2 separate regions of the Callithrix jacchus genome follow, and region 2 is linked to region 1. The links are chromatin contacts, called in public Hi-C maps. All regions are on one chromosome and are shown on one strand. Each heading gives the region's core, a stretch centred on a gene start, on an enhancer-like site or on the middle of the called end of the contact. The rest is flanking DNA. Distances are from core to core; before and after follow the strand shown. Region 1 overlaps AOPEP (aminopeptidase O (putative)). Region 2 overlaps AOPEP (aminopeptidase O (putative)).

What was found. A called contact is a pair of places that touch in the nucleus more often than the background predicts.
Region 2: a contact with region 1 is called in a Hi-C map of skeletal muscle, with 5 times the contacts expected there. The contact joins two enhancer-like sites. A contact is called at or near these places in 2 of 3 Hi-C or Micro-C datasets (both in skeletal muscle).

Annotation. Positions count from the first base shown.
Region 1 is chr1:78,139,422-78,145,316 of calJac240_pri, reverse strand. The region is part of intron 3 of AOPEP (aminopeptidase O (putative)); the gene reads right to left. Among named protein-coding and RNA genes, the nearest start is that of AOPEP, 64 kb to the right of the region's middle. Within about 2 kb of position 2,091, at least 2 of the 16 cell types and tissues checked have an H3K27ac peak or open chromatin away from gene starts, as enhancers often do. A contact at or near this core is called in skeletal muscle, where this site is marked.
Region 2 is chr1:78,379,751-78,385,376 of calJac240_pri, reverse strand. AOPEP (aminopeptidase O (putative)) reads right to left here. Exons shown (of 17, transcript XM_078365849.1): 12 at 4,151-4,213; 13 at 3,753-3,827. Among named protein-coding and RNA genes, the nearest start is that of AOPEP, 300 kb to the right of the region's middle. Within about 2 kb of position 4,201, at least 12 of the 16 cell types and tissues checked have an H3K27ac peak or open chromatin away from gene starts, as enhancers often do. A contact at or near this core is called in skeletal muscle, where this site is marked.

The sequences.
Region 1 (5,895 bases), core at 842-3,341:
ATTGAACTAATCGATTAGTTAAAAGGGAATCTTAAGAGAAAAAGAATAACATCTGATACTGAGGTACTATTAAAATGATGAAATATAACTCAGAAGAAAGAGGCAATTTAGAGATAAGGAGCAGGCACTAGTCTATTAAGAAATCCTTTTAAGAATGAAACACTGCGTACAACAGGCTTTCTCCCTACATTCCACTTTGAATTTTTGACCTGATTTTCTCGCTGCTGGTCTGGTTCTTGTACCATCCACCTAGTCCATGGGCAAGATGATACTTGTGGAAACAGCAGAAACTGAAACTACTTCCAAGAGAAAACACTGCTAATGGAGTAAGAGGTATTGTTATTAGATCCCTGCACAAAGTCAACAGGACTCCATATAGAGTGCCCAATGCCATCACGGCCCAGTACCTCGATCAGAGTATCTGTACCCTTGAGGTAACATGGGGAGGACACCAGAAGTCACAGGAAGATGTGGAAGGGGAGAAAAATGGAGACTAGCAATTAAGCAGTCAAAAACCTTAAATGACCCAGAGTTTAGGAGTGAGAGAGCAATAGTGATAACAGAACCTGAAGTGAGTCCAATAAAAATATTTTAAAACTGTCATTGATTCCTTGAAGTCTTCTCTAACATTCAATAATGGAAATAAAATAATTTTTAAAAAATATCACCCAAACTCATATTTTAAGTGCTCAAGATGATTTCCTCCTACACAGCACACAAGTTTGTTTGTTTGTTTTACTTTCTTAGATTCCTAAAGTTCCTCTACTTAGTGGAGCTAATTTGGAATCAACTGTTTGATTGACTCAGACATCAAGCTTTTAAAAGCAAAAACTTTTCTTGGCTACCAAGTAACAGTCAAATCGGGGCAGATCAATTGGCTGGGCCAAATAAGAACCAGCCAGAAAACCAATTCCCAGAGACCCTGGTCGAACTCTTCTGAGAAGCTTCTCTAGAGTCTGGCCCTGGGCTTCCTGCCTGGATCCTGGTTGAATGCTGGAGCCCATGCTGAGATCACCGAGTGCTGCTCGTGCTGGAGAAGGTTTTCATTAGTTCCTCGCTATGAGGACGTTTCTAGCATCCTCATTTGGAAGAAAAGTATCTTTAGATAATTACACTCCTTGATTGTGATCAAAAATGAAAATGAGAACTAAAAAGAGAAGACAAAGAATGTGGTACAGTACAACATTGAAACTCCGATTCTCCTGAAGGGCAGCTGTCATTTTTCTGTGCACTTTAAAATGAATTAGAATGAAGAATTTCACAAAGCAAAAGCTGACTAACCACATTTTTTATAGACTCTCTAAAGTTTACTTTTATAAGTGATTCAACATTAACTACACTTTTCTCTATGATCATTTTACAAATTAAAATTTTATCTTATTTGTGAGAAAAAAATAGTTTATTTTTATAAAATATAGTTTATTCCAACATGCCCAATCTTGCATGAAGACTGCCCACCACCACAGGGAACAACACCTAACCTTATCTTCCAATCAGCCTACAAAAAAAGCAAAGAATAAGGTGGAAATACTGCTCCAGAAAGCAGAGCATGCATTCCCAAGACAAAGATAAATAATTTCAGGATTGTCTATTGATTGGAATAAGCCTATCTTTCAAGAGAATTAATGAAAATTTACTGCTTTGGGATATGTCCATTGATTGAGTCCCACCTCTGAAATCTGACAGCTGGTGTTCAATTCCCTGCTCCATATTTACCAGTTTGAGCACACATCACTTAATTTCTCCAATGCATCCGTTTCCTCATGTATAATAAGAGAATGATCATAGTATCTTGTTGTGAGGATTAAGTTAGGATTAAATTAGAGAATCTATAAAGTGATCAGTAGGCATAACAACTGGCACAAAGTAAGTGTTCAAGAAATGTTAGCTCTTGTCATCTGTATTTGTTGTAGTCTTCATCATTTGCAAGCTCTCAGCTTTACAGCTGCCTACCCTTGATGCTCAGGCTGATTTTCTGAAGGCAGAGGCAAAGAATGCTGAAGGTATGGCTGCCATATGTGTACTGAAAACAAAGACCTGATGAGGCCCACATATGGGGTTTAAGGTTGGATGGCATTAAAACACAGTCCACACAAAGCAATCCATTTAAAGGAGAACGACAACCTAAAGGGGGCATCCTGTATGACTTCATATAGAATGGGCCATTTGGAGACTATTTAAATGGTGTTTGCTTTAAATGAGCCATCCTTGATGAAACCGACAGTGAATGCCTTCATTTTCCTTTTGATTCAATCCACTTGCACTAGACTCCCTTTGCTACACCAACTGCAAAACAAGAGAACACGTTGTACTTGAATTAACCCAGAGTTTTTCCTCTGCAGAGGCCAGAAACCTATCATGCCACTGGATGATTTCACAGCCAGGCTGGGATTCGATAGCAAGACTAATAAAGAGGGGTGGTAGGAAGGGACGCAGAGGAAAACAGCACTCCCTAACTGCAGCACAAGCTGCCACCCAACTTGCCCTTCCTTCTGGACAGATTCTGTAAAGCTGCACTTCAGACTTCCTTACTTTCTCCTATTAGACTATATTTAGAGGGAAAACCTCTCATACTTCAATTGTCTCACTAGTAAGATACACGTATCACATGACATATTGACAATAACAGCTGTTACAAGATCCAAACAGACATCTTCATCTCCGTAACAGCACTGAAATTTTCCTTAAAGATGACTGTGCTTTTTGCAAGTAAAAAAGAACTTTAAATGGATTAATTTTCAAATCACAAGACACAGTTTAAAATTTAGTTTTGGGCTGGGTACAGTGACTCACGCCTCTAATCCCAGCACTTTGAGAGGCCAAGGCAAATGGATCACCTGAGATCCAGAGTTCAAGACCAGCCTGGCTAATATGGTGAAACTCTGCCTCTACTAAAAATACAAAAATTAGCCAGATGTGGTGGCAGGCACCTGTAATAACAGCAACTCGGGAGGCTGGGGCAGGAGAATCACTTAAACCCAAGAGGCAGAGGTGGCAGTGAGCCGAGATCGTGCCACTGCACTCCAGCCTGGGTGACGAAGTGAAAGACTCTGTATCCAAAATTAAAAATTAAAAAAAAATAAAATATAGTTTTGAAACTAAGTATCATAAAGAGTGTTAAAACAGTTAATTATTTTTTCACTGACTATTCTAAAAACTGTCATATGAAGTTTTGAAGATTCTATCTTCCACGGAAGGGAAGAGACATTCTCAGTGAGGAGGGAAAAAGGAAGAACACGAAGGAGTAGTCAGTTCATGAAAGGAGAGAGAACTTTTTAAACTAAACCTGTGAGAAACTTAGCTAATTGAGATAATCGTTTTTCATAAAATATATTAACAGAAGAAAAATCAAGATACGGTAGCCATTTTTACACATCAGTCATGCCTACCAATAGTAAATTCAATACAAAATTTATGGAAAGTCAATGTCCTCTTAGGTGAGTCTTAGATAAACCCACTCAATATAATTAAAGGCACAGCTATAACCACACCCACATAACCACTCTGCTTGTGCAGAGGCAAAGGCAGATCATAGCTCTGCAAAGTTAAGCATCACATGGAGCTTCTTATATTAAAGAGTTACTGTTTTTACTGAAAATTAAAACAGGCACTTAAATTCTTCCTATTAAAACCGTCCATTTTACTTTTTCAACCTCTCCACTATAGGCTAGACAAACAGTATGAAGCATTTGGAAATAACAAATTGATACATGCTTTTATTTAACATATAGTCTTTCTTTCCTCAGTCCCACAGTAGCCCCTGCTACTTTTCCTACCTCAAAATTGTTTCTTTCTCTAACCACGATTGCTTATTTCAGAAATTCCTGTCCAAACTATTCTATATGTTATGATTACTTTGGAACACCTTTGTATCACAAATTAAAGATGCCTAACAATGTTTTTATAGGAATATGTATATACAGGAACATGTGCATTTATAAGTGCATATAGACATACTATATAGAATGTATATATTACAGATTTAAATGTATAGTATACATACATCTGCACAATAAATAAAATACATACACAAAAAGGAGAGCTCCTATTTTGGGTGCTCTTCCCTTGGCCTCCTTCTCCACTGCTTGGGTCTTTCAGCAAACTCCAGCTTTCTGTCAGGATTTTGTAGATACTGAGTCTACATCTTTTGGTTTTCTAAGTGAGTGCCACCCTCGTGAATACTCACAGCGTGATTATTCGTTAGTTCTTCTCCACAGTTGCTTAAGGGTTGTAACTGGCACCATAACAAACGAAACAGTAAGACGCCCTGGGCTGGTAGGCATCAGCATTGCCTAACCAGGGTGATGTGCCAGGTCAAGCCACCACTTCACAAGCACCGATGCTACCCAGCAAGGCTTCGGGTTTCCTTCTCTGCAACATGGTACTGCCTCAGGCACAGGAGAGGCAGGAGAGAATGACCTTCAAGATCATTCTTGTGAACTAGGTAAAAGAGCGCCACCTGCTGAACACAAGTACCTCTATAGGTTTTCCTTGTTGGCTAATGGGATACCTAAAGGAATACACCGCACCAGGTTTGTTATTGAAGTCTCACTGGCCACTCTGACTTTTGATGCAGGTAACCCAGTTACCCTTAAGCTGGATCAGCTAACTGGACACCAAATCATAACTGCTCCAGATGGTCACAGGTAAACTTTACTGCTTTACTCATATGCAACCTTCATGTATGTCAAGTCCAAGACAAAAATCCACAGCAACAAGAATTGGTATATATATGCCTGGAGAATCATCATTGTCTGAAAGAAACCATGATGACTTTCACATATGTCACGTATGGTAAGTGCAGTGCCAGGAGGGTAAGCAAGAACTAGTCAACAACAAATCACAAAACAAAAGAATTAACTGGCCAGGCACAGTGGCTCATGCCTGTAATCCTAGCACTTTGGGAGGCCGAGGCAGGCGGATCATGAGGTCAAGAGATCGAGACCATCCTGGCCAACACGGTGAAACCCCATCTCTACTAAAAATACCAAAAAAAAAAAAAAAAAAAAAAAAAAACTAGCTGGGCGTGACGGCATGCGCCTATGGTCCCAGCTATGTGGGAGGCTGAGGTGGAAGAATTGCTTGAACCCAGGAGACGGAGTTTGCAGTGAGCTGAGATTGCGCCCCTGCACTCCAGCCTGGCGACAGAGCAAGACTCCATCTCAAAAAAGAAAAGAAAAGAATTAACTGACAGACATTTAGAAATTACCGGCTCACCGGCATCTTTCTAACAGGAAAAGATTAATATGTTTACCCTGTGCTCCTACCCTTCAAAAACAGGAATGTATGTGTACTGGCGTGGAATAAAGTTTCCCCAGTTCTGGAAACAAGGAGCTTTCTCTACTTTGCATTCTTTCTTTGTGAGGAAAATATTTAATCATAACCATTCCTAAATGCCTCTTAATTTACCATTTCCTCATATGCAATTCCTGGTTGCATACGATGGGAGTAGTCTAAATAGTATTGCTCATTTTGAAAAGTTGGCTTTCAATTGCACACAGGAGGGTCTCGGCTCTCAGATCTTGGCTTTTTCCTGGAATTTCCCACACAAAGTCAAAAGAAAGAGAATGCCAGAGAGTTGGTCTATTGGGCAGGCCAGAGAGTAGCATTTTGCCCAGAATGAAGTAATGTCTACAGTCTTACTTTTGCACAGAAAAATGAAATCAGATCCCATGCAAGGGCACATGTAGTTTTTAACACCTTCCACTTGTTCATGAGCTTTTTCTCCTTCATCTGGAAGAAGCTTACATTAGGCAGTCTTCTTAATTTACTTAAGGCTTCCAACAAAAAATAGAAGCAGAGTATTTTATTTTTCTAGGAAGTGGGAATACACTAAATTAGACTCTGTAAAAATAAAACTAAACAAAAATTACTATAAGAAAATAATAATGTTCT
Region 2 (5,626 bases), core at 2,952-5,451, 240 kb before region 1:
CATATTTTCCTAATGTATATTATTTCATAAAAGACTATTCTACTATATATTCTAATCTTTAGAATATTTAAAAAATTACTAAAACTTTGTATTAAATGTGTGTGTGTGTGTGCGTGTGTGTGTATGTATAAACATTCCTTAATCTGTGATGGCACATAATTTGTATTTATTTTTGAAACAGCTAAAAAAGGTTAAAAAGAAAAAAAAATGTGTGTTCCTCTTCCAAAACCAACATCAATGTAGTAAAATCTATTAATTTAAAAACCCACATAAAATTCACTGTTGCAATCACAAATGTTCATCCTGTCCTTTGCAGAGCTGGCTGATCCAATCATCCTAATTGTTCTTTGTTAGTTATTCGTATTTCCCGTGTTTTTCTGTTGCAAAATTTATTCAAACTAAATGAAAGGAACTTGAAATAATAAAAAATAGAACAGTATCAGAATGGAAGAAAAAAATACCTGAGAACCAGAAGTAGAAGAGAGATGAGTTTTGTGATTTTAAATGAAAAACAAATATAAAAGAAAATGAAAAACAATATAAAACAATTCAGTCATACTAGGAGAAAAATGATTAAAATAAAATGGAAATAAATGTCACAGAAAATATGAAAAGATACATGAGAGAGAATGATGCATCTTCAGGGAGATAAGAAATGAAGCCTGTTAGGATAACACAAAAAGATGGCACAACTCTCTGGTGGGTAGGATGACTGAAGCAGAAGGCAGGGAAAGGCCAGGAGACTTTGAATCTCTTTATCTGCATGGTACGTCTCAGTCCCTAATTTACTTTATTTCACTATTCGTTATTTTAACCCGCAGCTGAGCACAGGGTTAGTTTGTTTTGCTTCCCCTTGAGAGTTCACTGAAAAACTCAACTAGTATTTCAGATTACATCAGACTGTGCCTACCACTCAGCACCTTTGAGATTTTCTTTAAGGGGAAAACAAACATCCCAGGAAGATGCTGTTCTACTGTGCAGCTCCTTGCCCAGCGCCTGTGGTCAGAGTCCAGCCTCTCACTAGAGCACTGTTTTCCTTTCTCGGAGAGGTCAGAAGGTTCTGCTTTCCACACGGCAGGAAAAAAGCTGCACCCGACTATTGGAGGAAAAATGTTACGACCCCCAGTACAGTTATTACAGATGACTTAACCAAATTTACTCATCTAGGCTGAATCCTGAGAGGCCTGAAGGTGTAGACAGATCCTTGGGGTCTGGAGGCAAGGGCAGTGTGGAGTGGAAAAACAGGAGCAAGGAAACCAAAGTAGACAAATAAAAGCAACTGCAACATTTCAAATGGGCACCTACCAGAAATGACTAAGATTCGTTTTCTTTTACACTAACACAAAATGAATAAAATCAGAAACTACCACAGTTTTATTTTAACATAGAAGAAAAATATAGTGGACGCAGGAAAAAAGACAAATTGAATAATTTGCTTCTACTTGTGACATGGCAGATGTTTTAAACAATAACATATTAGACTCAACAGTAAGCGAACTACATAGGCTCCCACTAGTAACAAGTTCAAATCCTAGCAAAAGATTAACACATGGACCTCGGAATGAATACTCATGATCACAGAATTCAATTTCTATTTCAGAATAGGAGAAAGGCCCTTTTTCTCAGCGAGCTCCAAAAATCTTCTCCTAGGTGTGGCAGAGGCAAAAAAAAGTGGGCAAATGGGCTTGGAAGTGCTGTGCAGAGCCAAGAGCAACACTGGAAACACCGACAGTTCATATTCTCTGACATGTCTCTGAAATTTCCTATCTTCTAGCCCTTCCTCACCTCCACCCTCAAACCTCATCAGCTTAGTTCAATCCATGAAAGGAAGTTCTGAATGTTGGTTTCAACCTACTCCATTTTCATGTTCTTTTTAAAATTGCTGCCCACATTTTCCAAGGAAAAAAGCCAGAGGCACATCTTCCCCCTAAGGTCTAACACAGGAGCTTGTATCAAGCGGAAATGGTTGGGCAAAGAACTTCATTCTCCTGCAAGGCAAAATAATCAGTCCCCGTTTTACTCCCAACCCCCGTTCTCAGAGGACCCAGTGGTCAGGTCACAGGTGTCACAAATACGGTTACTTCTAGGTTAGATTTTGGTAGTGACATCTAGTAATTCACAAAGATAATGGCTTCCCCTTCCTTTCTACAGGACATTGTGCATTTTGATAATCTTATTTTTGGCTGGCCGTGTGCGGTGGCTCACGCCTGTAATCCCAGCACTTTGGGAAGCTAAGGCAGGCAGATCACAAAGTCAGATTGAGACCATCCTGGCTAACACGGTGAAAACCTTTCTTTACTAAAAATAGAAAAAACTAGCCAGGCGTGGTCCATGTGCCTGCAGTCCCAACTACTCAGGAGGCTGAGGCAGGAGAATCACTTGAACCCTGGAGGCGGAGGTGAGCCGAGATCGCACTACTATACTCCAGCCTGGGCGACAGAGCAAGACTCCATCTCAACACAATAAAATAAATTAAATAAAATAACAGCTACAACACATTTAAAAAAAAATACCAAGCAAGCCAAAATTCTTTTCCTTCTTTGGGTATTTTATGATCCCACTCATCACCTCACAACATTAAAAAAAATACACCTAAACCATTAACGTTAAACACAACTTACCATACCATGCTGAGGTATGGTCAGAAAACTCAAGTCTATTCCAAATGACAACTTTTTCGATTATTCTTCAATTGAAGTTACATCTATGACCCTCTGTGGAAAAAGCAAAGGGCTGGGGTCCCCCTTTTCATGCATACTGAATGTCTGGCTACAAACAACTATACTTGCAGGCTGGTTCCTTTTCCAGGTCTCTCAGAAACTGCCCTCTGGTATCCTGAAGTGCACTCTGCAGTTCTGGGATCACCTTTATTCTGATGCGCTTTGTGCACATTCTCGGACGCTGCAATGCCCATACTAAGGCAACACAGCACAGAAGTTGGCAGCAATGCTATCAGCAAGAATTTGGCTTCAGAATCAAGAGTGATTCATCATACATTCTAGCAGCAGAAAAACAACACACCGCTATTTTAATCCCTTGGTGGTATCAAGAATCAAAAAAAACAGTGAGATGTAATTAAGCAAAAGCAACAAAAATCCTATCTGCTGTAACATTTGTCAAAAAATTAGTGACTTTTCCGCAAGTCACTTAGAAAACAACGGACTACTTACCTTGATATTTATTACAATGACAAATCAAGTTCTAATACAAAATCAGAAGACAAGCAGTCCAAACTTCTGTAAAGTAACATACTGAAATTCTAAACTTAGGCAAACAAATTTTTCATTTGCTTTACAGTAAATAAAATTTCTCCTAGTGTTCCTTTTTTTTTTCTTCTCTCCATTTCTTAGATGACTCCAATTTAAAGTCTAGGTGAGTAAACGTACAGCACGGAAACCGAATACTGTGGGCGATTTATTCGGAACACTTTTCCATTTTTCAGAGGTACCTTAACACTGAGATAATAAACACTGCTGATCTAAAATAATAATGAAACCCACTTAAGTCCTATTGCTCTATTTAATGAGCACGAAACAAATCTCCCGGGTTATTCCCTCTTTATGAGAATATGTAGATGGGCATTAGGCTTTATCGACCAGTATTCCCACAGAATGTCCCCATATATTAAATCTAGCGTTTATTGTAACAAAAACTTTTTAAGTTGAACGCTACTTTATTGTCGTGACCAGGTCCTCGGGGGCAGACGCGGATTTACCGAGACCTGCACCGAGTATCGTCTCGGGAAACCCTACCTTTTCAAACACCTCTTCCTTCACCCTGCGTTTCCGTTTTCGGGGTCTCCGGTTCACTTGAATCCATTTCGTGACCTGAGTGAGGTTCAAAAATCACAGCATTTCAAACAAGGAAATGGGTCCTGACCGCTGCCCCCCAGCGCGAAAAAGCAGGCACCCCCGCCCTCGCGACCCGGTCTTCCCCGAACCTTGAGAAGCCACCCGCGCCCGCCCGCAGTACTCGTCGGGCGCCTCCACGCACGGGCCGCGACCTTCGCCCCGGCCGCTCCCCGCGCCCGAGCGGGAGCCCGGCAGGTCGTCCCGGCGGTGTACGCCGCAGCCCGGAGCCAGGGCCTCTAGCCAGCCGCGGTCTCGCGTCGGCGCCACCGGGGCGCAGGGGCCGCGCCGCCTGCACTCACCTCGGCGCGCACTTGCCGCGCGAGCCCGCACTCCGCCTCGGCGCTGCGCTCCCTCTGCAGCGGCTGCGGGGGAAAGGGACACAGTCAAGTTTACGGCGGGAGCGACCCCGGCCTCCCTGCCCCGCGCCCGCCAATTAGCCGTGCCCCCCCAGTACCTCGCCCGCGGCCGGGGAGGACGCAGCAGGGGCGCTGGAGTCTGCGCCCTGCGCCCGCCCGGTACCCGCATCACCTCAGGCTCGGCGCGGGCGACGGGCGCGGGGCCCGGACGGCGGGCGGGCGAGCGCCGGGCTGGGCGGGGCCTGCCTTAAAGGTATAGCGGCCGCGCCGCCTCCCGCAGATCGCCCGCCGCCCCGCCCGCTAGTCCGTCCGCGCCGGCGTCGTATTGTTCTCCCCGCGAACGGCGTGCTCCCGAGCTCCCGCCGCCCCGCGCACCTTGCCCCCGCCAACCCTTTCCGGGCTCCGGGCGCCCCGCGGCCCCGCGCACCTTGCCCCCGCCACCCCTGCCCCGGCTCCGCGCCCCGCGAGCATCTTCCCATCAGCAAGAGGGGCCCGGGCCGCCCTCCGCAGGCTGGAGGGAGCGGAGGCGGGGAAGGAACCACGCCTGCGGCCAGCCTGACGCGCTCCCCGGGTCGGAAACTTGGTCCCGGTGGCTTTCGCAGAGGGAAAGTAACTTTCCTAGTGGAGTTTTCTCCGGGAACGGGTTCTACGTCGTCGAGTAGACGTTTCCTAGTGGCCCCCTCGGGGCTCCGGGCGGCGGCAGGTGGCTTCCTGGGGGCGACACAGGGGCGAAGAGAAACCCAGCCCTGCGCCCCCTCCCGTGTGGACCCCCAGAGCCACTGGGTAGAATTTTAAAAGGAGGGGTTAATCTGTTTTCATAATTAGGGAGAAAGTTTACACTTAATTTACAAAAATGTTCGATACGCCAAGATTTTCCTTCACCCGCCAAAGGCCTTCTCGTGTGCATCAGCAGTTGCTAGAATCCGCCTGCGGGTGAAGGCGGGCGGGGGCGGAGAGTCGGGTTGTCCCGGTGCTTGCTGGTCTTGACCATCCCTTTAAGTTCATCACATTTCTTTAAAAAAAATCTGTCTCGCCCTTTCTTTATTGCTACTCCATCCTTCTTTCAAGATCAAAAGGTTTAGATCAAAGCCAGGATCAAACTCACTACTTTAAATAGCAGCAACTTTGCCGTGGAGCATTTTACACAGAGGAGCTTCTTAATGGAGACATCGGAGTGGAAAACTTTATTTTATCCCTTCATTCCATATTCATAACTGGACCACTTAAAATTATACGCATGATGCATTTCTGTTTCCTAAAACAACAGGTCTGCTCAGATGAGGGATTCTTAATTTGTTTCCAAGAATACAAAAAAAGTTGAAATCTAGAGAGTAATATAGACATATTAACCATTTTGTGTCATTATTATAATAGCTAAGTGCTACGAAATTATGCTCATTTGCTAAAGATTTTTCAATG